Linked DNA regions of Zea mays: all the other regions are linked to region 1. Evidence: chromatin contacts called from public Hi-C data. All regions are on one chromosome and are shown on one strand. Each heading gives the region's core, a stretch centred on a gene start, on an enhancer-like site or on the middle of the called end of the contact. The rest is flanking DNA. Distances are from core to core; before and after follow the strand shown.

Region 1 (7,732 bases), core at 1,895-4,394:
TCACGTGAAGAACACCGAGACGGATGAGAAGATCGATTAGGTGCGGCTTGTCCTTCCCGTAGTTTGGATTTTAACAAGGGTTATGCTTTGTTCGTCAATGAAAAACAGTAAAACACTATGATCTTCCAAACTCTAGGAAACATGGAAGTTGGATGCTTTGCTCGTCAACTTGACCGTCTTCTTCAGAATTTAGAGAAACACTAGAACATAACAGAGTACATGGTTCTCCTCACAACTTAATACTACTGCGCGCTGAAGCAGCGGAGCTACAAAAGAACAGTCACATCTTATAAATCCTTCGTCTTTGGACACATATATAAACACGAACAAAAAGCTAGTTAGTGCACGTGCACCCAGGCGTATGTGTATACTTGCAAAACGACTTATTTCTATCATCAAATCACCAGAAAAGAAAGAAAGAAAAAGAACGTGAACAATCACCACCTAATAATTAACTACGTACGTCTTCTTTCACCCGGGCCTCCTTCGGCAACGCTTGCTTTCTCCCCATGGGCCATGTCCAGCCAGCTTCCACCTTTCAAATGTACAACGGCGCGCACACGCACGCGCAAGTCCGCAGTCCGTGCCGTGGCGCGATCACCTCCTCTTGTTCTTGCTGCCGAGCACGAGGCTGAAGTAGAAGAGGATCCGGAAGAGGAACCCCCAAGCCATGGTGACGAGCAGGCACTCCCACTTGCCGAGCTGCGTCACCGCCGCCTGCTGCAGCACGCCGCGGCCCGTGACCACGCACGTGTCGGCGCCGATCCCCACCCCGAGCGCCGAGCTGATGGACGCGAGCACCCGGGCCTTCACCGCGTCCGGCAGCCCCGCCAGCGGGGAGTTGTCGAAGATCTGCGCGCCCCGCACGAAGCACTCGCCGCCCCGGCCGAACTCGTTCTGCAGCACGCCCTCGAACGGGTACTTGATCAGCGACAGGTAGTGGAACCAGATCCAGTAGGGCGGGATCCTGTCCCGGGTGATGAAGAAGCCGCTGAAGAGCAGGAAGTAGGCGAGGATGGCGACCACCACGGTGTAGCCGATCATCACGTGCGGTATCACCCCGGAGAGGAACGTGACGAAGCCGCTGCCCGCCCAGAACGACGCCAGGATGGCCAGCGTGTAGAAGGCGAACCCGGGCACGCCGCCCGCGAGCCCGACGGCGAAGAAGGTTGTGAGGGCGAAGGCGAGGGAGAGGACCACGAGCGGCGGGAAGGAGACGAGTGCGTTGGAGAGCACGTAGGACGCGCGCCGGTACGCGCCGTAGGCCGTCTCGCGCAGGAACACGTAGCGCTCCTGGAGGAACACCGGCAGCGCGTCGGCGCAGGTGTAGTACATGGTGGACATGGCGAACGCGAAGAAGCCCAGCCGCTCCTGCGCCCCCTTGGGGGACTGGTCCAGCCGGAAGAAGACGGTGGCGAGGATCGCGCCGGTGACCACCACGGCCCCGAGGCGTATGAGGAACAGCTCGGGCATGCGCCGCGTGTTGATCGCTGACCGCTTCGTCAGCACCTTCATCTCCACCCAGAACGGGTTGGCGTAGGTGCGCACGGACGCGGCCTCCCCGGCCACGTCCGAGCCCGACACCAGCTTCCCGCGCGAAATGCTCGCGCTGATGGCCTCCTTGAGCGACATCGCCGAGCCGCCGTCCCCTTGGGCAGCCGCAGGGCTCGTCGTCCGCGCGTGCATGAGCTGCCACGTGCGCTGGAAGTCGACGAGCGGCTTGGTCCCCGTGGGCGACGACTCCAGCTCGCGGATCAGGTCGAGCGCGAACTCGGCGCGGTTCTCGTCGTCGGGCACCGGGAAGCCGAACTCGGCGAAGTAGGACGGCAGCGCGGAAGGCGGGCCGCTGAAGACCGTGCGGCCACCGGAGAGCAGGATGAGGCGGTCGAGGAGGCCGAGGATGCGCTGGCTCGGCTGGTGGATGGACGTGATGACAATGCTGCCGCTCTCGGCGATGCGGCGGAGCACCTTGACGACCATGAACGCGGAGGTGGAGTCGAGCCCCGACGTGGGCTCGTCGAGGAACAGGAGGATGGGGTCGTGGATGATGTCGGTGCCGATGGACACCCTGCGGCGCTCTCCCCCGGACACCCCGCGGTGGCCCTCGTCGCCGATGATGGTGCCGGCCGCGGCGCGGAGGCCGAGCTGGTCGATGAGCGCCTGCACGCGCGCGCGCTTCTTGGCGGGCGACAGCGCCCGCGGGAGGCGAAACTCGGCGGCGAAGGAGAGCGTCTCGGCGACGGTGAGCATGGGGAACAGCAGGTCGTCCTGCATGACGTACGCGGAGATGGACTTGAGGACGGCGCCCGTGAGGGGCTCCCCGTTGAGCGTGACGGCGCCCTTGAGCGCGTCCCGGGAGATGCGGTGCGCCAGCGCGTCGATGAGCGTGGACTTGCCGGAGCCGCTGGCGCCCATGACGGCCAGGATCTCGCCCTCCCTCGCGTCCCCGGAGACGCCGTCCAGCAGCGCCCTGGTGGTGACGCGGTCGGAGCGGCGCTGCAGGGGCAGCAGGCCGGGGCCAGGGCCGCCGCGCCCGTGCTGCTTGGCGCGGACGCTGTAGGTCAGGCTGCTGAACGCCAGGCGGAAGTGCACGGTCCGTCCGATGGCCGTCGCGCCGGCGACTCCCGCCACCGCGTCACGGTCGGGCGTGGTGGTGGCGTGCGGCAGCGGCAGCGAGAACGCGGACGCGGAGCCGTCATCGTCCGCCGGGTCGACGGTGGCGGCGCCGACGAGGCGGAGCATCTCGGCGAGGGACGGGTTCCGGCCCCTCTCCCGCGCGGGCGGGGGCGAGGCTAGGAACGGGAGGCGGTCCTGCACGGCGGGCGCCATCGCATGCGAGCACGCAGCCTCGCGATCGAAAACCCGTGGTGTACGTACGTGCTGCTGGCTGCACTTTCTCTGCCCACTCACTGGCGCAAAAGCGAGCGAGCCGAGCTTAAGTAAAGGGAGGGCGGGTGTGGTGGGTCCAGTAGGTCGTTCGGTCCAGTGTGGCTTCCAGGAGAGGACGAGAAGGTGCAGCAGACTTGGGGAGGCGTGGAGCTCAAGCTTGAAGGCCGCTTGGGGGCGTTGTCGTCAGTGGTCACGGCGGGAGAATGGTGGGAGGAGGAAACGGTCTAGGGGTCGGAGAGAGGCGTCCGCGGGGCTGATGGTGTGTGTAGGAGACGGGATGGTGGCCAACGCGCGGGCGGGGTCGTGGTGTTGCCGCTGCCGGCGGGGGAGTGCATGGTCAGCGGGGACCGGGGGGAGGGTGGGTTTGCTGGCTTCCACGTCGAATCGGTGCGATTTAGGTTGGGTGGGTGACGAGAGACGGAGGATTTAGGAAGAAAACAGCAACTTGCGTGCACTGGGCAATGCAATAGTGCATGTACATTCATTGGGGGCGTTGCAATCCACACGTTCCTGTGCTCTAAGCATGCAGAAAAAAAATGCCTTGTTTCGGTAGCTTGTCGAAAACAACACTTGATGTTTAAAATACGTAGCCTTGGCATAGCTGCACCGTACAGTTAGTTCGGCTAGATCTTCTAGACCTGCTGGTTTACGTAACATGTTGCATACGGTGGCAGTGTTCTATAGAAGCGCGTTGACAAGAAAAAGTGTAACGTTAGGTTCGACATCTGTTGACCACGTACATTTGGATGTTTAGATGTCAGAAATACGATACCGAGTTGGTAAGCAAATAACCCCAAGACGACGGTGGCAGGGTGCTAGGCTGCCATTGATTATTTGTTTTTATATAAATATTATTAAGTAGAATAAGAGTACTCATTATGATGACCTTATGGCAGCAGGTGCAGTATATATGAGGCGGACCGTGTGCCGTGATGGTAAACCAATTTGGTTACGAAGTTATAGAGCATTTCGCTGTTTCAAATGTATGCATCTCAGTCGTTACCCTATCCATATGCCGTGTAAAAAGCAGCCAAGAACTTGCTCTGACGAAGGTGCTAAAAACGAATGTTCTCTACTGCACCGCCCACATAATGAACATTGCAGCCTGCAGGGTTGGTGGTGTATAAATTTTTAGGCGGCTTCGTTGCCAGTACATGTCGCTCGGAATAAGGCGCAACAAGGTAACAAGGTAGCGATGAAAACCGTTTTCAAAAATTCTGTAACCGGAGCCCCGTAATTGTTTCATATCTGTAAAGACAACATTATTTTCGAAAATTACTGTTTTTAATTTTGAATTTCTTCAGATATCTATCAACACCGTATTTAGTCGCCGACAGGTAGATTAATTATAAAGTCAGATAAACTTCTAACCGACCGGCGATCGTTTTCGACTTCCCTACCCACATGCCAATGGCTACGCGCATATACAGAAACTAGCTACGAAGCGGTAAAGCCTATAAAAGCGCATCCGCTTATCCGCATTGGAAAGCGGAAAGCAACGCGTAACCGCGGTACAAAAGTCTCCTGCATAGTTGCGTGATCGCGTCACCTGAGGCAAACGCAACGAATGGAAAGCGAAAACCATAGACATCCATAAATCCTCATCCCACGATGCATGCCGACCAGCTTCGGGCTCGCAACGGCGATCGCATGCGCTTGCACAAGTGCACAGCCCCCACTCCCCCTCCCCCAGGCCCCAAGAGGCAGGCATGAGAATAGACGGGTCCGTCCCTACGTTCCACACAGGCAGGTCCGACCGAGTCGGTCTGTTGAAAAACTGGTTTTGGCCCCCATCCCATCCCTCCGTTCCGTTGCCTCGGGCGCAGGGTGGCGGTGCCTTTGCGCGCCTCATCTGCCGCGCCGCAGCCGCTCGGACCTGGCATCACGCGACGCCATCACTGTGCCACGCGCGGCACGGAACCAAGAACCCCCCGCCAACCTTGCCGTCCGCCTCTTCTCGGCGGCGGCGTGGTAGCCGCCCGCAGGGCACTGCTTCCCCGCACCCCTGTGGCCTGTGGGGGGTGGACTGAAACTGAAGTTAACTACCGACAGGAACAGGACACCGCCGGCCAATCAGGCGGACCACAAGCAGAACGGCCCGCCCATCAGGATCTGGCCCTGCATGGGACTGGGTGGATACGATACGCCGCGCGTGGCATCAGGCTGTGGCACGCCGCGTGAGGGGCGGTGGATACGCCGCGCCAGCGCGGTGCACCTTGCCTGACCCTGCCCGGCATTCTGGCACTGGTACGGCTTATATTTCTAACAGATGCGTACAGTAGATTATCACCTACAACCTTAACGAAATGCATTGTAATTAACGAACCTCTGCTAAAAAATAAATTTGAAGGATGGTTCTATTAACCATCTCTATGAATATAATCATCTATAGAAACGATTTCTATAACCGAACCGCCTCAAAAATATAGAAGAAGTATCAGTGATGAATATGTTATGAAACCGTGGCTGAAATTCATTAACAAATGTAGTACTCGTAGTCAAAACGGGTCCAAAAATAACCTCCCTACAAACACCCGTCTTCGTTGCGTGCAGTTGTTCATGCATGACTATAGCTGTTCATGTCATTATTGAACTTATTTGGAGGTAAGAAATTGCAAAAGAGAGAGAGAGAGAGAGAGAGAGAGAGAGCAAGAGAGAATTGTCCTTTGAACCTTTGAAGGAGTTTAGATTTGAGAGATGGATTTATGTCATTCTCATAATCCTTGACAAAACCTAACTATACATTTGTTTTACTATTTTTAAAAAAATCTAGATATTTTTTATTTTTGCTAGTAATTTTGGACTAATTTTTTGCCCACCTTACTTGATTCACATCTACTCTATTTAACTTTAGTGCCTCATCCATCATTTGGTCATCTGAGATCCAACTTCCTTGCTTTTTAAGAACACTATACCAGCTTTTGAAGGACACAAGACCAGCAGTTGTTCAAATGGCTTATTGTCGCCTTGAGGAGCTTGCCAATGCATTTTCAGTCCATTAACATTTCTTTTGTGGTCAACTGGCCTGGTGCTGTTGAAGTCATCTGTAACTTGATCCTAGAATTAACATTTTTTTTGCGTGGACTCTTTTACATAATAAAGTGGTGCTGACTGCTAACAACCTGCAGAAGAAACATTGACAGTGCAACCTAGTTTGCTGTCTTTGTAACTCAGCGTTGGAGACGGTATCTTATTTATGCAAAGATTATCCTTTCAGTAGAGAGGTGTGGGATAAAATATTGACATTGGGGAACTGTTCCTTCCTGAGAGGAATCCAGGCTTCCGTGTCGTTGTATGGTTGGTGGAGAAATATAAGAGGTCTCTGTAATAGGCAATCTAGAAGAAATTTCGATGGTCTTCTGATCTATTTTTGGTGGAGCCTATGGTTAGAGAGAAACAACAGGATCTTCAGGAACCAGCAGAAAAATGCAAAGCAGATCGCTTCTTTAGTGAAAGAGCTAGTGGGTGCTTTCTTGAGTTAGTTTGTGCCAGGTAGTTTCGGAGTTGTGATTAGGCTCAGTAGACGGTTGTTTTTGTCCTTCTTCTTTCTTTTCTCCTCCCTTTGTCTTCGAGTGCGTGTCTTGTAAGTGTATCTCCTTTCTAATATATTGGAGCGGCAAATCTTTTGCCCTCCCTTTCAAAAAAAAACTTGATCCTAGAATTTATCATTCTTCTTGCCATAGCCCATAGCCATCAATTGGGTCGGTAGAATGATTCAACCAAGCACTTGCCTAAAATATATACAAAGAAATAAACTAAGTACCATTCTAAACAGTCAATATAATTAGAGAAAGACGAGAAAATTGTTACCAATCTAACTTCATCGTGGGTGGCACTCCTGTCGACCTCGACGTCATTGTCGTCATCAATGTCATTTTTCTTAGATCCTGCTGCTGAAATCGCTGGTGGAGTCCCTTTACTAAAGGGTGCTGGTGTCGGGGAGAAAGAACCAAAGTTCTGACTGCTACCAACAAAATAGAAATCCTCTGATGATGGTTCAGGATCTTGACTCAATGGAGAAAATGGTGGTTGTAGATAACTTAGAAACCGTTGATAACTTAGAAACCCACCAAGAGAATACAACCTGAAATATCATTGACTCGGTTAATTTCATACCTTGCTAAAGTTTAGAAATTTGATACTGAGATAAATCACAAAAATCTTCAGTACATCACCTATTCCTCAAAAAAATAGCATGTACATGACTACAAGTACCATTGCACTATCATGGCACAAAACAGACAATCATTCTGAAGGGAAAAAATATAAATGTAGATATATGGTTAAGGGAAAGTTAGCATGGACTGAAGAATCAATCTCACCGAGGCTGTAGAAGGAGGAACCTGGCCGCCAACCGGACATGCCAGCAGTACCCGACTGGAAGCTAGCTGCTAGGGATGGCTGTAGCCTGTAGTTGCCCCAATCTACGGAGACAACAGCACTAGAGTTGGGCCAGTGGGTCCGCCCCCATGGCTATGAGCCTTCTTCCCCACAGCAGAGGTACACAATAGTAAACCAGGGACGGTTGCAGTTGCCCCAGTCGATGGAGATGGCGGTACTGGAGTTGAAGCAGTGGCTGCGTGCCCATGGCCACAATATATATGCTGCAAATAGAATGCCATAGATGTTTGCCTTGGTGTGGCAAAATCCAGGTTACGTGATGTTTGGTTCCCTATGGTTTTTGAGAAGTTGGATAATGCACAAAATCCAATATAGATCACGTTATCAATTTCTGTTGAGGTTGTGAGTTATGGCACAAAATCCAATACAAAATGTAGAAGCCATTTGTCATGTGGGGCCTCGTTCTGTCACCTTCTGTGTTAGATTCGTATGTGTCAAACCA
Region 2 (7,732 bases), core at 2,743-5,242, 170 kb before region 1:
GCTATTCTTCACGTGTTCACGGACTGTACCGTACAGGCGTGCGTGATGAGCCCGCCCAGGCCGTGCTGCTGCGTGAATCCGTGACCGTGATGGATGTAGTGCAATCTGCAATGGTAGCACGGCGCCGACGCGTTATGCTATCATTACTTACCTCCCGTCCTCAGATTCCTCCCAGCAGTCCCCAGTTCTTTGATACGTAGAATCTGGATGCTCGATTGCGTCAGTTCATTCCCCTCTGATCTGAGGTGAGGTTCTTGATCGAGTGTAAAAATAAAATAAAAAATGAAGCCTGACCAGACAGTTCGGTCCCTACTATTACTGCTTCACCTTACAATTTGTCTGCCTCCAAACCAGCACGGTCCCCAACGATGGGATCAGCTCCCTCCTCCTGAACCTGAAGCCTGATCCAATTTCTCTCACACCAGTCTCTTTCCAGACTGATGTTAGCGACTACTGTACAGTGTTTTTTTTTAGCTTGCAAAGGTGGCAATCTCGGGGAAGATGTGGCAAATTGAGTGACGAGTTGAGACCGTCACCAACGCCTGAGCCTCGAGGAAGCACGGCGTGGCGGCATGCTGTGCCATTCAAACAAAGAGCTTATGGTTCCATGTTCCAGCTTGCAACAAGTTCCTACGGCAAAACTCAGGGTTAGCTAATGCCAGTAGCAGTAGTTGGGCCGGAACAGATTCCCTGAAACCTGCAACGGCCCACTTTTCAGGTGGTTTGGGCATTTGGGCTCTCTTCAAGTCTGGACGAACTATCACATCACATCAGTTGAGGAACTAGTACAACTACCTTCTCAACTCTGGCTCAGTGGTCAGTGGCGGAGAGTCGGAGACAGTGGGGCAAGACCCATACCTACAATTTCTATAGACTTTTTTTTTTTGCAATCGATCTGCACCCTTTTTTTGTCTAAACAAATTTCATTCGCATGGATTGTTGCACAGAGGGACCATTTCCCTTAATTTTTTGTACGCCATCTCAAATTTTAATACGAGGATAACGCCGATCAATTGCTCGCTATACAATTCACGTAAGTTTTCCGTGGTGAATGGCAGCTACTTCTGTAATATATCTACCTAACATATGAATCCGGCTTGTGAAGCTTTAAAAGCTTACGACATATGAATCCGGCAGGCGGCAGCTACTTCATATGTTTTGGTTCCCTTGCCTTTTTGCAATCGATCTGCACCCTTTTTTTTGTCTAAACAAATTTCATTCGCATGGATTGTTGCACAGAGGGACCATTTCCCTTAATTTGTTGTACGCCATCTCAAATTTTAATACGAGGATAACGCCGGTCAATTGCTCGCTATACAATTCACGTAAGTTTTCCGTGGTGAATGGCAGCTACTTCTGTAATATATCTACCTAACATATGAATCCGGCTTGTGAAGCTTTAAAAGCTTACGACATATGAATCCGGCAGGCGGCAGCTACTTCATATGTTTTGGTTCCCTTGCCTTTTGGTAACGAAGTTATAAAGCCGAAGTCGAAGCTAAAAGGGGATAATTCTTCAAACAACGCTTATAATCATCTTTTATTATCACCCCCTAGTTCCCTACCAATTTTTTTGATGGAATTTCAGCAAATCGTCGGATATATTGAAGTGCTTTGTCATGTTCCATCGCATCCCATGTATCACGTCTTCTCCCGTAAAGAGGTGTGCAAGCAACTGATTGTTGGTATAACTTAGTTGGAGTGTGCCATTTATACATGCAGCCCGGCACGGACACAGCTGGGCACGACACGACAGTGGCGTGCTCAGGCACGGCACGACAGTGTCACGGGCCGGGCCGGGCTGGCACGTGGGCCCAAATCCCTGCCCAGGCACGGCACACCTAATGCTAATCGGGCCGGGGGCATGGTTGGTGCAGTGCCGGGCTCGGGCCCAGTTACATAATACACATAATTCATCAAAGTTAACAGAAAACAAGGCAAATAGGCTACAGAATAGTCTTTAAATGGTTTGGAGTTTTAGTGCAATGCTGCCTCATTAAAAACCTTCCTAGTTAAAAACTCACACTTCATGAGAAAACCCTAGAAAGGAAAAGAGTACAACCATCTCCTTAAAGTATTTACAAGTTCATAGTTCAATGTTGAGTCCACAGTCCAACATATTACAGATAAGAGAAATAGAGAACATAAATAGGTAGAAACAGAGATAATAAGTTCATAGTTCAGTCCTTCTTGAACTCTGTGGTGCTGCTTCCTTTCTTACGACGCCTTACTTACGCGGTTAACGGGCCGGCGTCGTGCCGCGGCTTACGTGGGCCGTGCTCGTGCCTGCACCACGGGCCCACTTGGCAGCCCAAGCACGGCACGTGCACCGGGCCGGGCCGGGCTGGCACGGGCACGCCGGCCGTCGTGCCGGGTCGTGCCTTTCGCGTGCTTGGGCATGCCGGGCGCCGAGCTGCACCTAGGGCCGGCCCGTTTTGGACATGTATAGTGTCATTAGTGATTGGATCAAAGTTAATTATTGACTCCCTCTGAGTGTACGAATAAATATTTATAATAGATAGTTGAGAGCTTCGTCCCCATCCACCAATTGGAATTCTTGTCTTGCTATATGGTCCCCACGAGCAACTAGTTTGCACTGACGGCTATAATCTTCTTTCATTTTGGATAAAATTCGGTGTTCTAGTTTTATTTCGTTGACCAACCAATCGAGTGATTAACGCAACAAGCAGTTAGATAACATGTTGACAAATACCTCCATCCTAGAACAAAATTCGTTTTATCTTTTTAGTTGTTTCATACAATAAATAATATACTCATCTTATTTAAATTTTTATAAAAAAATCAAAGTCAAAATTAAAGTATATATTATATGCTAAACAATACTACGGTAAAAAATTATAATAATTATGATTTTTTAATAAGAAGAGTCGGTCAAATTTATGATAAAAAGTTAAATAAATTATAAATTGAAACAGAGAGAGTATTTATTGTAAATATGTGACTAGATTTATTACCATCCATTTAAACGTATATATAAAAAACAAGAGTTAAAATGTCTAATGTGAGAGTATATTTTACTCACAACAAATGAATTGAACCGAACAATAGGCATTACACGAAGGAGCAAACCAACTAAAACCAGGAACAACCTATGGAACTAAATAAGCTCGTCATCGAAGAATTCCATCTCACGTGTAGTAGGTTCCAAAATCTAAGCCACGATTCATTTACATCTCGATCCGAACCACAATCTGTGCACGCCACGCACGCTATACGAGCAGGTTGAGCAGCTGAGGCCCGGAGCCGCGACCACCGCCCGACTGCCGTGAACCTGCTTGGCTGCCATCGTCGTCGTCCAACGGCGGCAGGTTGAGGTCGGGCATGTCCCGGTCCGGCTGGGCGGGGCCGTCGCCGTCGTCGTCGTGCGCGGCCGGTGGCGGCGGGCCCTCGCCCCTGTGGCGGCGCATGTGGCCGCCGAGCGCCTGGCCCATGGAGAACTCGAGGCCGCAGACGGCGCACTCGTGCACCCGCGCCGCCGGCCTGTCGTCGTACCGCTCGGCCGGGTCGCCGACGAGCGTCCGCGCCTGCAGCCGCGTGTGGCTGGTGCGGTGCCCGCCCAGCGCCTGGAACGACGGGAACCGCTTGCTGCACGTCTTGCACTCGAACGCGCCCTCCGCCGCCGCGGCCGTGCCGGTGCCGGTGCCGGTGCCGGTGCCGCCCGTCGTCGTCGACGACAGCGTGAGCAGCGCGGCCTCGGAGTGCGCACGGAGGCCCTCCATCTCCTTGCTCTCTCCCGAGTCGTGTCTCGTAAGCGTCATGACCATCGAGAGAGATCGACGGAAGTTTGCTGACTCTCCTCTCCTTTATAATATTATTATACTACTGTGTATATATAGCTAGGAGTATATCATTAAGCAGCGAGCTGAAATTCCACACTCACGCGCACGTACGTGTTCAAATATAATAGTATAAACCGGGCCGAGCGCGCTTGCTTGTGGTTGTGGCCTGTGGGTGGGAGTTTGTGTGTGTGCGCAGTGCGCTGACTGGGGCAGGCGTATCTCAACTGTGATGGGAATGGAAGAGGCGTTCACGTCTGCGAACCGGTCGGCCAGGCCATCAGCTGAGCTGAGCTCTGCTTGGATGGAGGTGACGAGAGGCTTGGACACGAAGAAACGTGACGCGGTCGCACTCGTCGTGCATACCACCACACTTGGTCGCCACCCGCAGCGCCGCGCGCGCATCGGATCGGATCGGATCGGATCGGAACACGTGGTTAATTAGGCGCTTTTCGGCGGACAACTCGCTCGTTCAGACGGCTCTCCATGACGATCATCCTGCGCGAACGGACACGGGCGGGAACGTTTCATGCATGTGACGTCTCCTTACCCTGGTAGTTTGGTGAAGTAGTAGGCAACATGTATACCACTCCGCACACTCGCGTATAGATATAGACAGGGGTGGTAATTTCTGCACGCACGATTCGATTAAGCTCTTAAATTGATTTTGATTCAAAAATTATAGTGTAAAATTTAGTAGATGATCGATCGGGTGCGTGTTCATCATCGAGAGTCATCGCGACCCACGCGTACATTCGTACGAAGCCTGTACACATGCTTATCCATTCTAATTGACTACTACTCATTATTCCGTGCGCGTAACACGTGCATATCTTGACGAATAATCCAAAGGCCGGCGGCGGACGTGACGTGAGCTGTGATGCACGGATGCGCGAAGCAGGCGAGAGGCCAAGCAACAGGCGCCGCCGACGAGCCGTCGCTTGCTTGGCCTGTGCGCGCGGCAGCTGACAGATAGACTTGTAAAAGCCGACGCCGTCGACGCGGAATTCCGGGCTCGCCTTCGCCTCTCGGTCTCGGTCTCTGTCTCGGTCTCGGCTAGCTTAAGCTTAAGCTTCGTGTGGCTGACGTTTTTTTTCTCGCTGGGTTACCGTCGTGTGCGCTTTTCTTGGGCTGGAAGCTGAGTACAATTCCCCGCAGCGATTTCTTGGAGGGAGTGTCCTCTCTGGCTGGTCCGAGAGGTTTCTTGGTCAGAACTCAGAACGCACAGAATCTGGATTCTGGACGATAGCAGAGCCAGGCACTGGTACGCGAGTCAACTTGGGCTTTCGTCTGTACAGTAGATTTTTGATGTGGACTTGTACACGTCCTCATTAGAGCATGTCCAAATGAATGTGTAAACTAACCCTAAAACAAATATTAGTAAAAATTAGTGTTTTTTCTTATTCCAACAGCTTCCTCAATTTTCTCCTAAAAAATTCGCGTTCCGCATCTACAGCCTCCTCTCTATAGGTGTACATTCGGGCCGCCCGGCCCGGCCCGGCCCAAGCCCAAAAAGGCCCGTATTGTTTGAATTTCGGGCCGATCCGACCCGTTTGAATTTCGGGCCGTGCCGGGCCGGCCCATGGGCCTAGCCTTCGGCCCACGGCCCGGCCCGTAATTGCTTAAACTTGCCGGGCTCATTTCGGGCGGCCCGAAATTATAAAAGCCCGAAATTCAATTTTTGGCCCGAAATTCACATTAGGGCCCGAAATTCAATTTTTGGCCCGAAATTCAGTTTTTAGCCCACAATTCACATTAGAGCCCTAAATTCAAAAAATAATAAAACAAATAAAAGATAAGACAAATAAATTTGAACAAAATCAAACTTAATATTTGTATTAATTAAAGTTACCACAGCTATGCAATGACTACCTCATTTATAAATCATTTGTTAGAAGGAAAAAGAGTATAATCAGCTCTATACAAAGTTCGTAAGTTCAGTTTATTGTCTAATGTTCATAACAAAAGCAAAAATTACATCACACACTCTAATTCAAAGCTACAAAAAATATCTAACTAGCATTATCTCTAGCTTTATGTTCTTTATCAAGTATATGAAAGTGTGAAATTAAGTGTGGTTTTAATAAATATATGAGCCTTTTCGTGCCTCTATATGGGCCATTTCGTGCCTGCCTTAAACGGGCCGTGTCCGTGCCCGCCCATGGGCCGTGACCTCGGCCCAAACCCGGCCCGATATAACGGGCCGTGCCGGCCCGGCACTAAATTATTTCGGGTCGTGCCGTGCCTGGACCATGCTTTTTTTCCGTGCTTCGGGCCGGCTGAAAGTCGCCTAGAGGGGGGGTGGATAGGCGAAACCTGAAAATTAAAACTTTATCCCCCAACTAGATCCTTTGATTAGTGGTTAGAACAAGATGAACAATTATCGGAGTATAAAAACTAAGTTCTTGCTGGTAAAGAGTATAGCTTTCAAATAAAGCGGAAGTGATAAATCAATACAACTAATAATTCTATGATAACAAAGCAAGAAAGCTTAGATGAAAAAGAGCACTAACTCAAGTTCTTTTCTTGCGGAGTGTTGCTTCACTTAAATGAGATTTTAACTTGAAGCAACACCAAATGATATGAGCAAAGAATAGTGCAAGAGAACTTAGAGTAAGGGAAAGCAAACAAATCACAAGCAAAAGCACAATGAACACGGGTGATTTGTTTTACCGAGGTTCGGCCCTCGAAGGCCTAGTCCCCGTTGAGGAGTCCACTTAAGGACGGGTCTTTTTCAACCCTTTCCCTCTCTCCCGATCACACAAGGATCGGCGAGCTCTTCTTCTTCTCAAGGATCACTCTCGATCCCACAAGGACCACCACAATCTTTGGTGTCTCTTGCTAGCTTTTACAAGCCTCCAACACTTTGGAGGAAGTTTGAATGGGAGTCAAAACTCCACGCGCAAATGAACACAAAGATGAAGCATACACTATCTCTCAATGAATCTCACAAGGCACTAGGGCTAAACTCAATTGAGTAGCTCTCAATTGCTCGCTCTCTCTTTTGTGGCACTTGTGTTGGTTGTAGTGGGCTAGATCTTGTGTATAGGATGTATCAATGAATATATGTGGTTGGGAGGGCTTGAGTATGTCAACTAGATGACTTGGAATGTTGCTTGGACTCCCACCCCTTGAAGTGGCCGGTTGGGGTGGTATTTATAGCCACCATCCAAAAACTAGCCGTTGATGAAGTCTGCTGGCGATGGGCGCACCGGACAGTCCGGTGCACACCGGACATGTCCGGTGCCCCAGCCACGTCATCCTATCCGTTGGGGTTGGAGCGGTCGACCGTTGGAGGCTTTGTCCTCATGTGGCACCGGACAGTCCGGTGCACACCGGACAGTCCGGTGCCTCTCTGATCCTCTGCTCTGACTCCTGCCGCGTGTACTGTTCTGCACTGTTTACTGTCAGAGTCGACCGTTGGGCACAGATGACCGTTGCTCCGCTGGCACACCGGACAGTCCGGTGCACACCGGACAGTCCGGTGCACACCGGACAGTCCGGTGAATTTTAGCGGAGCAGTCTTCGTGAAATCCCGAGGCTGCCGAGTTCCTGAGGCCGCGTTCCGTTGGAGCACCGGACACTGTCCGGTGTACACCGGACAGTCCGGTGAATTATAGCGCGCCGGCCCCAGACTTTCCCGAAGGTGGCGAGTTTGAGTCTGAGTTCCCTGGTGCACCGGACAGGTACTGTTCACTGTCCGGTGGCACACCGGACAGTCCGGTGCGCCAGACCAGGGGTGCCTTCGGTTGCCCCTTTGCTCCTTTCTTTTGACTTTTGTCTTGTTCTTTTTATTGGTTTTATGTTGAGTCTTGGGCACCTGTAGAACATATAATCTAGAGCAAACTAATTAGTCCAATTGTTTGTGTTGGACATTCAATCACCAAAATCATTTAGGAAAAGGTTTAAAGCCTATTTCCCTTTCAATCTCCCCC
Region 3 (7,732 bases), core at 2,555-5,054, 150 kb after region 1:
CTTTTGTTTCTTACAGTTGGTTCAACATGGAGTTTACAACCAAGGGATGAGTGATATGTCGCCACAGGTAATCTATCATGTTGTCATTCGTCTATGAAACAATGTTACAACAAATATTTCATCTCACTTAACATGGCGCAAAATTTCACTTCTTGCATTATTCACTCACATACTCTTGTTACTTACAGTTGGTTCAACATGGAGGTTACAACCAAGAGATGGATGATATGACGCCACAGGTGGTCTATCATGTTGTCGTTTGTTAGTGAAAGAATTCTACATCTAATACTACATCTCATTAAACATGGCACAAAATTCCACTTATTGCATTATTCACTGACACACTATTGTTTCCTATAGTTGGTTCCGCACGGAGTTTACAACCAAGGGATGAGCGATATGCTGCCACAGGTAATCTATCATATTTTCATTTGTCTATGAAACAATGGTACAACGAATATTTCATCTCACTTAACATGGCACGAAATTTCACTTATTGCATTATTGACTCACATACTCTTGTTACTTATAGTTGGTTCAACATGGAGTTCACAACCAAGAGATGGACGATATGCCGCCACAGGTAATATATCATGTTGTCATTTGTCAATAAAACAATGCTACAACGAATATTTCATCTCACTTAGCATGGAATTTTTTTCACTTGTTGCATTATTCGTTGACATACTCTTGTTACTTACAGTTGGTTCAACATGGAGTTTACAACCAAGAGATCAATGATATGCAGCCACAGGTAATCTATCATGTTGTCATTTGTCAATAAAACAATGCTACAACAAATATTTCATCTCACTAAACATGGCATGAAATTTCATTTATTGTATTATTCACTAACATACTTTTGTTACTTACAGTTGGTTCAACATGGACTTTACAATGGAGAAATGGATGATATGCCGCCACAGGTAGTCTATCATGTTGTCAATTGTCAGTGAAACAATGCTACATCAAACATTACATCTCACTAAACATGGCACAAAATTCCACTTATTGCGTTATTCAATGACATACCCCAGATACCCTTGTTTCTTATAGTTGGTTCAGCATGTAGTTTACAACCAAAGGATGAACGATATGGTGCCACATGTAATCTATCACGTTGTCATTTGTCTATGAAACAATGCTACAATGAATATTTCATATCACTTAACGTGGCATGAAATTTCACTTATTGCATTATTCATTGACATACTCTTGTTACTTACAGTTGGTTCAACATGGAGTTGACAACCAAGAGATGGACGATATGCCACCACATGTAATCTATCATGTTGTCATTTATCAGTAAAACAATGCTACAACGGATATTTCATCTCACTTAACATGACACAAAATTTAACTTGTTGCATTATTCACTAACATACTCTTGTTGCTTACAGTTGGTCCAACATGGAGTTTACAACCAAGAGGTGGACAATATGGTGCCACATGTAATCTATCATGTTGTCATTTGTTAATAAAACAATGCTACAATGAATATTTCATCTCACTAAACATGGCATGAAATTTCACTTGTTGCATTATTCACTAACATACTCTTGTTTCCTATAGTTGGTTCAGCATGGAGTTTACAACCAAGGGATGAGCGATATGCTGCCACAGGTAGTTTATCGTGTTGTCATTTGTAAGGGAAACAATGCTACAACAAATATTCCATGTCACTTAACATGGCACTGAATTTCACTTATTGCATTATTCACCGGCATACTCTTGTTACTTACAGTTGGTTCCACATGGAGTTTACAACCAAGAGATGGATAATATAACGCCACAGGTAGTCTATCATATTGTCTTTTGTCAGTAAAATAGTGCTACAATGAATATTTCATCTCACTTAACATGGCACAAAATTTTGCTTATTGTATTATTCGCTGACATACTCTTGTTGCTTACATTTGGTTCAGCATGGAGTTTACAACCAAGGGATGGACGATATGCCGCCACAGGTAATCTATCATGCTGTCATTTGTCAGTAAAACGAAGCTACAATGAATATTTCATCTTACTAAACATGGCTAGAAATTTTACTTATTGCATTATTCACTGACATACTCTTGTTACTTATAGTTGGTTCAACATGGAGTTTACAACCAAGGGATGGACGATATTTCGCCACAGGTAATCTATCATTCTATCATTTATCAGTAAAACAATTATATAATGAATATTTCATCTCACTAAACATGGCACAAAATTTCACTTATTGTGTTATTCACTCACATACTCTTGTTACTTACAGTTGGTTCAACATGGAGTTTGCAACCAAGGGATGGTCGATATGCAACTGCAGGTAATCTATCATGTTATCATTTGTCAGTAAAATAATGCTACAATAAATATTTCATCTCAATAAACACTGCTCAAAATTTCATTTATTGGATTATTCGCTGGCATACTCTTATTGTTTACAGTTTGTTCAACATGGAGTTTGCAACCAAGGGATGGACGATATACCTCCACAGGTAATCTATCATGTTGTAATTTGTCAATAAAACAACGCTACAACGAATATTTCATCTCACTAAACATGACATGGAATTTCACTTATTGCATTATTCACCAGCAATTTTCTCTATATGCACTCAATACCTCATTGGGGATACTTAATAAAGGGTTGTGTGCCCAACCGGATAGAGTGTGCCTTTTTCTCTTATTATCTACTATATAAAGTACTAGTTTATACCGTTATGTGTCATCACTTTTTCAAAAAACCCTACATTTAATTGTAATCATCTTGTGGTCCAAACATCCCATCTCGGCTCCCTGTCGCTATGCCACCATTGCGATGCTCCTAATCCGTCCCCAAGTCAGTTCGATGTGGATAGTAGCGTCAATTTACTGAACCACACGTTAGCTAGAGTTACGGTTTTGAGGGTTCGCGCTAGGATTTGACCGCACGATGGGGTGGTTGCGAGGGGGCTGAGTTCTAGCAACGACGACACCAGACACGTGTCTGTGCATGTTCTCTTTCTATGCTTTGTCATTTTATTTTGCAACACGCGCTCTGAAAGCGTTGAGCTAACGGGTGGGGATACGACAGACTTGTATTCATATTACATTCTCATTCTTTACTTGTTTTAATAAGTGTCCACGTACTCAATTGGCGTGTTTGGTTGCCGCTCCAGCAGCGTCCAAGCTCACCATATGTGTTGACCGTGTATGTGCTTGTGATTGGTTACCTGCATGCAACGATGCGAGCTCGCACACGCACATGTAGCCCAATTACATTTCTCACCTTCAGTCTGCATACGTGGAGATCCGAGGAGAGCTTCTCTGCTCGACCAGGCTGGCTCGCGCCAGGCGCTCCTTAGTGCACCAACCAATCATGTGGAATGTAACCCTAAAAATGTCTTAATTATGATAGTAGCAAAGTAGTTATAAAATTACAGCAAAATATACATCTCATGTGTGTTGTGTATTCTGGACTTTACCAGTTGGACTTGATTATTATAGTAGCATATGTTATCTTTTCATATGAACTTTTCATTCTAAGAGATTATTCTTGAGATCATATCTATACCAAACCTTTTTAAAAATTTTGTGTGTGTTTCATTTTCAGCTAAGAGATGTTAACCTACTAGAAGATACTGGGGTAAATAACCTTGGACCCGCTTTTTTAAGAGAATGTGAGTTGTGCCATTCTATTTAATTATATAATTCTTTGGTTTAAGAATTTTATATGTTTCTTTGCTTGCTTTCAATAATATTTCTACCAGGAACAACTTGTCTTACCGAAAAGAATATTTAGATATCTTACCAAACACTAAATATTTAGATAAATCAGAGTTGGCTACTTGGCTCATAGTCCCAAGGCTTTTCCCACGTCCAAAGGCCATGTTCCGTCGATCCTCCCCCTCCCCCTCCTACAGCGACGCTCTCATGCACAACCACGCCGCGAGCTTCTCCGCGCCGCTGCCCGTCACCGTCACCGTCCCCGTCCCAGCCCAGAACCCCCGGGGCGCCGCGGCCGGCGGGTACCTCGACGGCAATGTCGGCGCCTTCTCGTCGCCTCCGTCGTCGTACTACAACTACAACAACATCCAGAGGAGCGTCAGCTCGCACTCGCTCCCGATGCGCCTCCAGCCGGGCGACGTGTCCCTCGGCGGCCGTGGCTTCTACTCGCCGTCTTCACCGTCCGCGCACCAGCTGACGACGACGCTTCCGCCGCTCTCGTCCTCCCCGTCCTCCTCCTCCGGCGAACTCTTCGAGTTCACCTCGCCGTGCCCCGTCCGCCGCGTATTCAGCACCGGCGATCTCCAGGTACTGCGTCGCGTCCATCGTGCATCTCAACCGTTCAGAGCTGCGTCCGATACTCCGATCCACGGCAACAAATAAAAAAAAAACTGAAACTCCGCTGGTGTGCTGTGCTGGCAATGAGAACAGGGGATGAACGGGTCGTCGCCGCCGCGCCCGGTGCCGTCGGCCGACGGCTGCGGCCACGAGGGTGGCGGGACGTTCTCTCAGAAGGTCGCCCGGTACAGCGCCGTGGAGAGGAAAGAGCGGATCGAGCGCTACCGTGTGAAACGGCACCAGAGAAACTTCAACAAGAAGATCACTGTAATAATCCATCGCAGCATCTCCCTCCCTTCCCCTGCGAATGACCGATTTGCTTTGCTCTGTCGCGCGCCGCTCTCTCTCTCTCTCTCTCTCTCTCTCTCTCTCTCTCTGTCTGTGTGTGTGTGTGTGTGTGTCCAAGCATCCATTCGTGCCAACTAACGTTCGACCTCAACGCGCTGGTCCTCGCAGTATGCCTGCAGAAAGACGCTGGCGGACAGCCGCCCGCGGGTGAAGGGCCGCTTCGCAAGGAACGGCGAGGTCGACGCCGATGCCGACGAGCGCGAGGCGTCCGACAACAGCTACGAGTACGGCAGCAGCCGCGACGAGCTGGGCAACGGCAGCGTCTACAGCACCACGGGGAGCTGCTACGATGGCGACAACGGCGAGTGGTGGTGGCGGCCACCCGGGGCCGCCGCCGCCGCGGCCGGCGACGATGCTCAGCGGCAGCGGCAGGTCGGCTTCGACGATGACGACGAGCTCTGGGCGACCCTCGACGACCTGGTCTCGTAGGCTGCGATCGCCTGCACGCTGCAGGCTACAGGCCAGTCACCGGTCACCAGGCGAGTAGCGCGCCAGGGGCGATGGGACGAACGCGACGCGACGTGGCGTTGGTGTCCGGTGCACGCGCGAGCACTCCACTCAGGCTCCGCTGGATCGGCGGGGGCGCCGGTGCGCGCGCGGCGCAGTGCGGTGTGGTCGGCGTCGTTGACCTTCCCCTTGTGTACGATGCGATCGATTGCCTTGTAAACTTTTAGCCCAGAAACATCATGACGCAACAGAGAGAGAGAAAAAAAACTTCAGAAACATGCGTCCTGTCCGTCGTCTCTAATTAATTAATGTCGTTTGGCACTGAGAACAGCTTGTGCTCCGTGAGATCCTTGTGACTTCCACAAATCAGCTGATTGAACTAGCCTGAGGATGTTTTGCGCCCTAGCTACAAGTCGTCGTAGTTTCCGTCGTTGTGCGTGTCTGCTGGCGCTGCACTTATTTTAAGACTTGGAAAATGGCGCGTATCACATGATCCGTCAGTGACAGGACATGTCATGTCACGGCAGTTTGCTCACCCGTGGGGGCTGCGACTTCTCCCGGTGTCGCGGGAGATGGATGGCATTGGCAGGCAGGTGGCACTGCGATTGGGATTATAGATGTTCAAACGGGGGCACGGCCCGATCCAACTCGAGCCTGACTTGGTCTAGCTCGTTTGAGCCCGGCCCGTTTGAGCCCGGCCACTTAACCGTACCATGCCGCCGACGAGCTCATACCTCTTCCCAAGCACGGCACGGTGGAGGCCCGATCGTGCCGGACCGGCCCGAATAGCACGACCCATTTAGTAGCCCGTGCTGGTCCGAGCCCGCAAACGCAAAACTTGAATTGGAAGCGACGACGAAACAGGCAAGAATTCCGCATGCAAATTAAAACTGGCCTCACCTTGGGAATGAAAGGATCGGGGAGCGAGCAATCGAGATCACCGCGCGCGCAAGCAATTGTGCAGCGGATTAATTTAATCAGCCAAGACGTCGAGATCCAATTCAGTTTCAGGCTAATAACCAGCTAGCTAGCTGATCAAGCAGAGAATCGTAGCTTGCGGATAGATGTTGCGGATAGATGCAGTCGTTGTCGTGCGCGTCCACGGCCGCCTCGCCGACTGCTGCACCCACCGCCACGACTGATGATGAAATGATGCATGACACATACCAGAACCGCTCTAGCACGTCGCGCAGGAGGGAGGAGGTGCCGCGCCGCCGCAGGGAGGAGGGAGCCAGGAGGAAGAGTGGGAGAGTGTGTTAGGGTTTGCGTTGGGCCGTCGGGTTGGGGCATACGCGGACGCGGCAGCCGTCGGGTTGTGGGGCGTTGGGCCGTCAGGGACTTGTGGGCTGGCGACGGGGTGGGTGGGGAAATGGGGATTTAGGTTTTAGGGTATTAGATTAAACGGGCCGGTTAAAAGGCCCGGTAGATACCGGGCGTGCTCGGGCCAGCCCAATGGGCTTAAATGTTTGTCGGGCTCGGCATGCTATCCGGGCTGGGCTGAGCCCGAGCCCGCTTCAATCCGTGTCGTGCTAAAATAACGTGCTTCGTGCCAGGCTAACGGGCCACGTGCTTTCTGGACATCTATAATTGCGATGCAATCCAGTCAAAGGGGGGCGGGTGTGGACATCACTGTCGCGGCGTCGTGAACACGGGCGAGGCGTCCGTGATGTTCCAGCCCACTCCCCCACACGTGATCGACAGCTAACTCCAGTTCAGTCGCCGCGGCCCGGGATTGCGAATTGTCAGTAGCTGTTCGGTTTTGCGTCGTGTCACCTGTCAGCATCGGCATATCTTTTGGGTTGGTTCAGTAAGTTGCGCATTAACGTTGTGTTCTTTCTGTTTTTATTTATTTATCACGATTTAGTTTAAAAATAAATTAGTAGACGATAAATATTTGGAAACCGATGTAGGACTTATGTGTACGAAAAATACGAGTTGCATGCTTGGCACGCCTGCGTCCATATATACGACGAGTCGATGACAGCATACTAATAGTAGCAGGAATAAAGGAGGAAAAGAAATTCACCTCAGATTTTTCAGTCAAGATAAGCTGAAATGGTGAGATCGAGTTACCACAATCCGGTCGCTCCGCAAGGAAAAAAAAATCGATTCCTTGCGAGAGCTGAAAAAGATGCAATTAATCTCTACTACTACTAGTGGAGACCGAATTTTTTTGTATTTTAGCCATTTTTCGGAAAAATAATCACGTTCAGACTTTAAAAAATTTTAATGTCATTTTTGACCCTTTGCTCGACGCCATAGTTTATGGCGCCGAGGTAACACAGCTCGGCGCCATAAGCTATGGCGCCGAGGTACGTGCTGCGTTGGCATAATTCGGATGCGTGGCGTCGACGTGGCACCGAGCTCGACGCCACAGATCTTGGCGCCGAGCTCGGTTGTGTTATAAACATTTTGGTTGGATACTTAAGCACAAGGCCCATCTAGCTCAGTTGGTAGATCTGTGGCGCCAACAAAAATGTTGATAACACAACCGAGCTCGGCGCCAAGATCTGTGGCGCCGAGTTCGGTGCCACGTCGACGCCACGCGTACGGGTTGTGCCAACGCGGCACGTACCTCGGCGCCATAGCCTATGGCGCCGAGCTGTGTTACCTCGGCGCCATAGCC
Region 4 (7,732 bases), core at 3,511-6,010, 130 kb after region 1:
TAATGGATCACCTACATATTTGCTGCTATATGTTGATGATATGTTGATTGCTGTCAAGAGCATGAAGGAAATCACTGCTTTAAAGGCACAGCTTAGTAGCGAATTTGATATGAAGGATCTGGGTGCTGCAAAGAAAATCCTTGGCATAGAGATAGTCAGGGATAGGAAGTCTGGACTGCTGTACTTGAGCCAGAAGAATTATATTGAGAAGGTCCTTCGTCGTTTCAACATGCAAAATACTAAACTTGTGAGTACTCCGTTGGCTCCTCATTTTAAACTGTCTGCTAAACAGTGTGCTGAAACTGATGCTGAGCTTGAATATATGTCAAAAGTTCCATACTCTAGTGCTGTTGGGTCACTCATGTATGCTATGGTTTGTTCTCGTCCTGATTTGTCTCATGCTATGAGCGTTGTTGCTAGATACATGTCTAATCCTGGTAAAGAGCATTGGAAAGCTGTTCAGTGGATTTTCAGATATCTACGTGGTTCTTCTAGTGCTTGTTTATGTTTTGGTAAATCTGGAGATGGTCTGATTGGCTATGTTGATTCAGATTATGGTGGTGATTTAGACAGGAGGAGATCTCTTTCAGGTTATGTCTTTACTATTGGAGATTGTGCTGTGAGTTGGAAAGCTCGTTTACAGGATACTGTTGCTTTGTCTACCACAGAAGCTGAGTATATGGCAATTGCAGAAGTTACTAAGGAAGCCTTATGGTTGAAAGGTATATATTCAGAGCTATGTGGAATTAAGTCTTGCATTACCATCTATTGTGATAGCCAGAGTGCCATTCATCTCACCAAAGATCAGATGATTACTGAGAAATCCAAACATATTGATATTCGTTATCACTTCATTCGTGATATCATTGATAAAGGGTTGGTGAAGGTATGCAAGATCAGTACTGATAATAATCCAGCTGATATGATGACGAAGCATGTTTCTGTTGCTAAGTTTGAGCTATGCTCAAACTTAGTTGGTATTATAAATTAGCCCTTAGTGGCTGTTGGCGCCGGCAAGATGATGATGCATTTGTTTAAGGTGGAGGTTGCTATTATGATGCTACAAGGAATTTGTCTCAAGGTGGAGTTTGTTGAGTTTGTGATCCAAATTCTGAAGAAGACGGCCAAGTTGGCGAGCGAAGCGGAGGCCCGTCGCCGGGAGGCTTGGGCCGGAGCGCAGCGAGGCTTGGTACGGATCGTTTTAGGGTTTCACCTCTATAAATATCTTTGTAAGCCGCAGGAGATATCTATCTCTCTATTGTAAATCTCCTGCGATCTGTAACCACCCAAAAATAGTGAGAAGTTGCCGGCCGGCGCCCGTGGTTTTTTCCCCTTCACTTTGGAGGGGTTTTCCACGTTAAATCCGTGTCTTCTCTGTGATTGATCCTATTTGTGTCGCATTTATTTATAACATTCTATCTCCTATCTATGGTTTAACTCGGTGACACATTAGAGTCATTTCTCTTTTAAACATTTCCCGACATTCATCCACCTTGGGCGGGGTCTCGTTGAAAATCCAATTATTCCTGCTTTTCTAAATGCATCAGGTCATAATGATGATAGTTTCCAATCTCCATGGAACTTGTCATCTCATTCTAATCCTCAAGAGGGTGTTGATTAGATCACTTGATCTAGGCGAAACGGCAAGCTGGATTCAGAAACCACATTTATCATCAAAGTTGATAGAGAACCTGCCATCATTATCAATGGCGTTCCAGATTTGCCCTCTGATTTTCATAACTGGTTCTCAATCTGTAGTAAAAAAAATGACGCAGAAACTCAGGAGAGTGCGGAAGTTTTTTTGAGACACTAAAATTATGTCGGGAAAGTGGCCAAGTATGACAGTGAAAGCAACTGGTACAATGCCATTTATGGTGACAGAGACCAGGAAGACGAATGGCGTGAACTTGAGGAAGTTCTACTGCCATTGGACATAACTGTTCCACTCAAAACACTTGTTATGAACAAGTGCAAACCTAATGTGCCAGGTTTACTTCCAGCTTCTGTGTCCAATGACATGAGCGGCCAGTCAGTGACTGCTAATATTCAGCCTAGAAAAAAGTGGCAGGCCTCCAAAAAAACAGGAATGCACCTGGAAATTCTCAGAGCGCCCAAAACACACCAGGTTCTCTGACGCTTGTGCCAGTGCAAGATGATACGCTAGAGCCTTCTAGGAAACAGAACAGCACCCTCGCAAATCGCAATGCAATGACAGCTCAGGCAGAAAATACTTTAGTAGTACAATAGTTCAACAGTTACATCTACTGGAGATCTTTACGTTTGTCTAACGGAGTTAGTAGTCGAGCTACTATCCTTTTCCCCCTCTTTCCCTTGCGAAATACGAAACAAATCGTTCTACACAGTTGGATTATTAAACAAATGTTGTCTTATATTCGGTTTAAGAAGTACCTCACAACTTCCGTTGTAGTCTAGTTGGTCAGGATATTCAGCTCTCACCCGAAAGACCCGGGTTCAAGTCCCGGCAACGGAATTTTTTTCGATTTTCTCATTTTTTTTAATCTCTATGGTGTTGGGCATGGCAAGCTGCAGCCTGCAGGTGACCGGGCGACGGGGAATCTCGCGTGGATGTGGCCACTCCGCTGCAGATGCAGCTGTACGACCACCGAGTGTTGCTGCTGGGCATACGGGCTAGAGGTAGGTCGGCCGGCACAGTGACCGACACAGGCCTTGTACCTTTATTTTTTAGCAACACACAAGCATTGTATTGTAGCTTGTAGTACTAACCTGATGTCTGATGATGCCTGGTACTAGGAAGGCCGGTTGATCGATTCAAGTGCCTTATAAATAGCGGAGGTCTCTCGTGTGCAAGCCCATTATCGAGACTACTTAGGCAGCCCGATGGCCGTTAAGATGGCCACTAGGGAAGGCTAAGAAGGCTTCAATCGGGCTCACTCAGATACGATTCAACAGCTGCTTAGATTAACAAAGTCCTAATATTTCCATCTATGTTCCGTGCATCTTGTTGTCAGTTGCCACCTTGCCACTTCACCACGCTTCCTTTTCGAGCTTTGAAAGCACAAAGGCACTCGGAAATGAACATCTTTGTGTCGTAGTCATGGTGATGCCGCATCTGCAGTGTGCCTCATGCGTCCCGCGTGAACCAGAAATGAGTGGTGTCACGTCTTGCTAGGCTGCTAGCACTATCGTGCCCCGTCTTTATACGGCCAGTCAAGATAAAAGTGCCGTGAGAGTTTTACAGATATCAATTAAATAACAACGCATGATATAGTACAAATAAAAATAGTATGATTAAAACTGTATGAGATAAATTAAGTTTTATAGGTATAAAGCTTTTGTATTGTTTTTAACATCTTATAGTTTTTGAAATATGGACACGACAGGTCTAGCAATTTTGCAGCCCACCTGAAAGCTCCGTCTCACACCAGGTACTGGTAGGCTTGTGTAGTGGTAGTAGTACTAGTATGACCTATCACCGGGCCCGCCATGGGTGCGATGCCGATGCGCACAGAAACCTTAAAAGCTCCCAAAAAAAGGATCATTGCTCTGATGCCCACAGCCCACACGGCACACGCACTACGGCGCGCCGCCGCCAGCAACCCAGCTGAGCCTCCCTCCAATCAACCACCCCTGAGTCCCTGACTGCGCATTTTCGCCATGTGATCCACGCTCTCCCGACCAAACTGCTCCGTGCTCCCCCGGACCCTCCATGCAGGCATGCAGGCATGCAGCAACGCGGTCCGTGTGGGCTGCAATTATTTGGGTGCAAGCCATCTTTCTTATCTTCGGACAGGATCTGTCAGTGGTCGCGTGTGCTGGTGCTGGATTTGTTTTGTGCCCGCCAGATTCTTTCGGTCACCACTTCCGTCCATTATGCGTACTCCATCCGACCTATAAAAAAATATAATCTCAAAGCAGTGTTATGCGCTAGTATGTTTAATTTGGTTTAATTTATATAAACGCCATTGAAATCTTTTTTAGACGGAGATAGTTAAAAAAAGAAAATAAATGGTGAATGGTTTATGGGACAACGTTCCTTTCCTCTTCTCCGTTGTGCCTCTTGAGACTACTGGAATGCGCTGACACGCCCAATAGAAAAAAACATGCCCCGGTAAGGCGGTGATCCGAGTCCGATGCAAACTCACAACGCCTCTCGGGCAACCCACGGATCAGGATGCTCTGCAACTGGGACAACCTCTGCGTAGCTAATTCATAAACTAACGTTGCGCATATAATAACAAAAGAGAGACTACTGGTAATGCTTTACATTTGGTGGCCTTTCCGATGATTCAGATTGGCCTGCATTTCTTATATAAAGAGCACCTGCCTATTTTTTATTACAGGGATGCAAAGGAGCACCTGGCTATTTCTTATATCGAGATCTCAACAGTGCGAAGATAACTACAACAAAAGCGGGTCGTATTTATTCAGTGATAATACTACAGCTAGGCCAGTGCAGTGCCTCAACAATAGGTTCTCTGTTCCTTGCTAACTGGCCCACCACTGTTCCCTTCATGGTGGGTGAGACGAGGAAAAAGGCAGCGCAACGAAGAAGACAGTGAGGTGGCGCTGCAGAGTGGCCAGTGGTCCTGCACTGCTCCCACTCCCACTCCCACTCGCTCCCAAGTTGCAAAAGAGACAGAGACTACGCACATGGCTCAAAACATTTGCGAAGTCCCCAGTCCCCACCCAGGTCTACTCTGGAGAAAACAAAGGAGAAGGCGCGTTCCCACCTTCCAAAGCAACGTGTGTGAAGACTGGCTATATAAACCACGTCCGCATTGCACGCTCCCATCCATCCAGCTCGCGACCAGAGCAGCGACAGCGAGAGAGAGAAGCAACGGAGAGAGGGGCCAGCTCAAGAGGAAGGAAGCAAGCAAGAAGGAAACAAGGAAGGAAGCAAGCAAGCAATCGGAGCGATGGAGCACGGGTACCCCTGCAACGGCTGCGGCAAGGAGAAGCGGCCGCCGCTCAAGAGGGGCCAGCTCAAGCTGCAGATCGCCAGGACCCTGCTCGGCAGCCTCGCGGCGCCGGTCGCCAAGAACCGGGACCGCGGCTTCGGGAGATAGATAGGCCGTGCCGTGGTAGCAGTAGTAGAGTAGTAGTTAGCTGAGGACATGCGTCGGCCGACTGGTGGACTGTGCCGTCTGTGCTTTTGTTCTTCCTCTTCTTCTTTTAAGAAAGAGCGTGTTGCCGTCAGGTTTTGCTCTGTTCTTTCTCCTTCCGCAGGCCTCTTGCTCACCTTCTTCAGCCGCCTCTCTTGGTTGGCTGGCTCGTACTAGAACGGAAACGCCAGGCAGCTTAAGAGCCCTGTTCCTCCTGAATGAAGCAACGCACGCACGTAGAGCGAGAAAGCAACACAACCGTCCGGAAACATCTTGTGTTTTTCTATGTAGTATCCTCTTGAACAAAAGGAGACGCCACCAGAGCATTCGATTCCTGCCCTGGGGCGACATTTACGCCTTTATTTGGCATGACAATTTGGCCTGATTTCTATTTGCCATGAGGGCATAAGCTAGGCTAATCCCTCCCCAACTAACACTGATGCTTCGAGTGACCCCTCCCCCAACTAACTCTGGACAGGTGCGCGGGTGGTGATGAGTGTCGCGAGTGCGAGAAGACAAGTGACGCAGGTCCCACTACCCAGCCCACTAGCAACAACAGAGAGATGAGAGAACCACATGCATGGCTCAAAACAAGTCCGCAGCTTAATTTATTCCCCGACCGTAGGAACCACATGCATGACCCAATTCCCTCCCATCAACACGCATTCAGATGAAAACGAACGTGCCCAAAGGATGGAGAGAAACCAAACAACACTACCGAACTAGTTGTGCGAAGATAATTCACTTTGAACTCAGCTGTTTATGATATATATTATGTATAAATTGGTGTATTTGAGACTATCCCTTGTTAGTTGGTAATTGTACTACGTGGTTCGTCTTTTCTATTTATACATGTGTAGAATCTCTTGGTGTAGTCTTCTTAGCTTCTAGAAAAAACTAGCTGCTAAAGGTCATAGCCGACTGTTTAAGCATGGGAGCAATATAGGTTATCATTATTTGGCTAATGATTTGGCGGATAATTTATGAACCTTGGCTGATTCGTTCGTCCAACTCTCCTGAGCTCAATTGATTTCACAGTTTCTCATCTGAATTTGAGCAGTATCTACTGTGAATTTGAGTATAGAAAACTGAGTGGTGGCTGGCTCCATTTCCTGCCCTTAACTGAACGCATGCCCTTATGAAACAGAGTGGTCATGAGCCTGCCGCATGCGCGCGAAGCACAGCTCACCTGTTCGCAGAGCGCGAGTGCGTGCCATGTGATGACGGGTTAGGTCTTGATTCTCTGCAAGTCTGGTAGCCTTTGGGTTGATGTCAATCAACTTGTACTTGCTATGTGTATCTGATAATTTAATAAGCATTCGTTGTCCTGCTAGATATCAGAGATCTTACCATCGCGATCGAATCCCCTCAAAAAGCGATCTATACTTGTTTTGATTAAAGCAAAGCCACAATGCATGCACATCATCCCCCTGCTAATCATTGCAATAGAAGCACGGAGTGGTGGCTGGCCTAAAAATTCGAGGAGTAGGTATTTTATTAAACATTCTGCCAAGATACCACTTGCCACATCATAGCGCCACACAGAAATGACATTACAACCAGCCTATGTGTTTTTTACATGGACAGTTTAGTGGACTTGACATGGACAGTTTGATTAAAGGTTTGCAGGATGATATGGCTATAGTAGAAAATGATATGAATAGTTAGCGGGAGATTATATGGATGGTTGAGATAGAACCGATAGCGGGGATTAGCTTTATAAGAGAGATATTAAAAGTAGTAACTGCGCTTAGTAAAGATGATGTGGATAACTTGAATTAAGAGGCTGAAAGTTTATAGGATGGCATGGCTATTAGCAGTAGATGATATGGAAACTTAGTGAGAGATGACTTGCGTGTTCAGATAGAACTTATAATAGTGAAATTTGGTTTTTATAAGAGATATAGATAAAGTTATTGTATCACTGTATGTATAAGATATATGCCAATAAACCTAGACAAGATCGATGATATCAGAATCCAATACAAAACTACTCCATTCCTCCCAAATTAATTACACATCTTGTTTTCCAACAGGTTAGATTTGTAAAACATTTTACTAGATTTTTACAAACTATTATCACGTTTATATCTTCTAATATATTTATTATAATAATATAAAATTTTATTATGTATCATAAATATGATATATATAATCAAACTTAAAAACCAATTGAATTTTAAAAGAAGTGAGATGCATTGTTATCTTTTGAGACAGAGGCAGCAATAAAATATTAGATGGAATTATACGAGGATGTGACGTAGTGTGAGGTGAAAGCCTTGTACATTGGTAGATTAAAAATTGCAAGTGCACTTAATAGAAGATGTAGATTAGCTTGCACGCGAATATATAGGAGATGGTAGGTCACCCAGCACAGGATGATACATGGATAGTTTGTAAGTGAAGATGGAAAAGATATGCCTTGTTCGGTTATTCCCAATACACATGGATTAGATGAGATTGGAAAAAATTAAGAAGAAATTTGACTTGTTTGGGATTCAAACCCATCCAATCCTACTCAATCCACATGGATTGAGAGCTAACCGAACAAGCCCTTAGTGGGTTTGTTTCTATAAGAGATGCAGATTTACTGGATGATGAGTGATATATGCGCAATGATTAAGAGCACTAAGTAAGTTAATATATAG

Evidence for each region. A called contact is a pair of places that touch in the nucleus more often than the background predicts.
Region 2: a contact with region 1 is called in a Hi-C map of leaf, with 3 times the contacts expected there. The contact joins the promoter of LOC103637538 here to the promoter of LOC103636522 in region 1. A contact is called at or near these places in 3 of 25 Hi-C or Micro-C datasets (ear, leaf and root tip).
Region 3: a contact with region 1 is called in a Hi-C map of root tip, with 2.3 times the contacts expected there. The contact joins the promoter of LOC118473184 here to the promoter of LOC103636522 in region 1. A contact is called at or near these places in 2 of 25 Hi-C or Micro-C datasets (leaf and root tip).
Region 4: a contact with region 1 is called in a Hi-C map of ear, with 3 times the contacts expected there. The contact joins the promoter of LOC118473182 here to the promoter of LOC103636522 in region 1. A contact is called at or near these places in 11 of 25 Hi-C or Micro-C datasets (bundle sheath, ear, endosperm and 3 more) and 1 of 3 datasets of contacts at active chromatin or transcription factors (leaf).

What each region holds. Positions count from the first base shown.
Region 1 is chr8:175,733,130-175,740,861 of Zm-B73-REFERENCE-NAM-5.0, forward strand. It overlaps LOC103636522 (ABC transporter G family member 16), which reads right to left and starts at 3,145. Exons shown (of 1, transcript XM_008658865.2): 1 at 224-3,145. The coding sequence starts at 2,829. The coding sequence ends at 598. LOC109941449 (a long non-coding RNA gene) reads right to left here. Exons shown (of 4, transcript XR_002264087.2): 2 at 7,212-7,732; 3 at 6,700-6,973; 4 at 5,930-6,620.
Region 2 is chr8:175,561,282-175,569,013 of Zm-B73-REFERENCE-NAM-5.0, forward strand. LOC103637538 (zinc finger protein ZAT8) reads right to left here and starts at 3,993. Exons shown (of 1, transcript XM_008659704.4): 1 at 2,964-3,993. The coding sequence starts at 3,785. The coding sequence ends at 3,231. It overlaps LOC103636515 (protein UPSTREAM OF FLC), which reads left to right. Exons shown (of 4, transcript XM_020542860.3): 4 at 1-19.
Region 3 is chr8:175,884,031-175,891,762 of Zm-B73-REFERENCE-NAM-5.0, forward strand. It overlaps LOC118473184, which reads left to right and starts at 3,805. Exons shown (of 3, transcript XM_035961940.1): 1 at 3,805-4,281; 2 at 4,405-4,578; 3 at 4,768-6,445. The coding sequence starts at 3,856. The coding sequence ends at 5,088. LOC100278921 reads left to right here. Exons shown (of 24, transcript NM_001399251.1): 10 at 17-67; 11 at 189-239; 12 at 361-411; 13 at 533-583; 14 at 704-754; 15 at 876-926; 16 at 1,229-1,279; 17 at 1,401-1,451; 18 at 1,573-1,623; 19 at 1,745-1,795; 20 at 1,926-1,967; 21 at 2,089-2,139; 22 at 2,261-2,311; 23 at 2,433-2,483; 1 more. The coding sequence ends at 3,670.
Region 4 is chr8:175,863,340-175,871,071 of Zm-B73-REFERENCE-NAM-5.0, forward strand. It overlaps LOC118473182, which reads left to right and starts at 4,761. Exons shown (of 1, transcript XM_035961939.1): 1 at 4,761-5,417. The coding sequence starts at 4,899. The coding sequence ends at 5,048. TRNAE-CUC (transfer RNA glutamic acid (anticodon CUC)) reads left to right here and starts at 2,419; the gene lies at 2,419-2,491.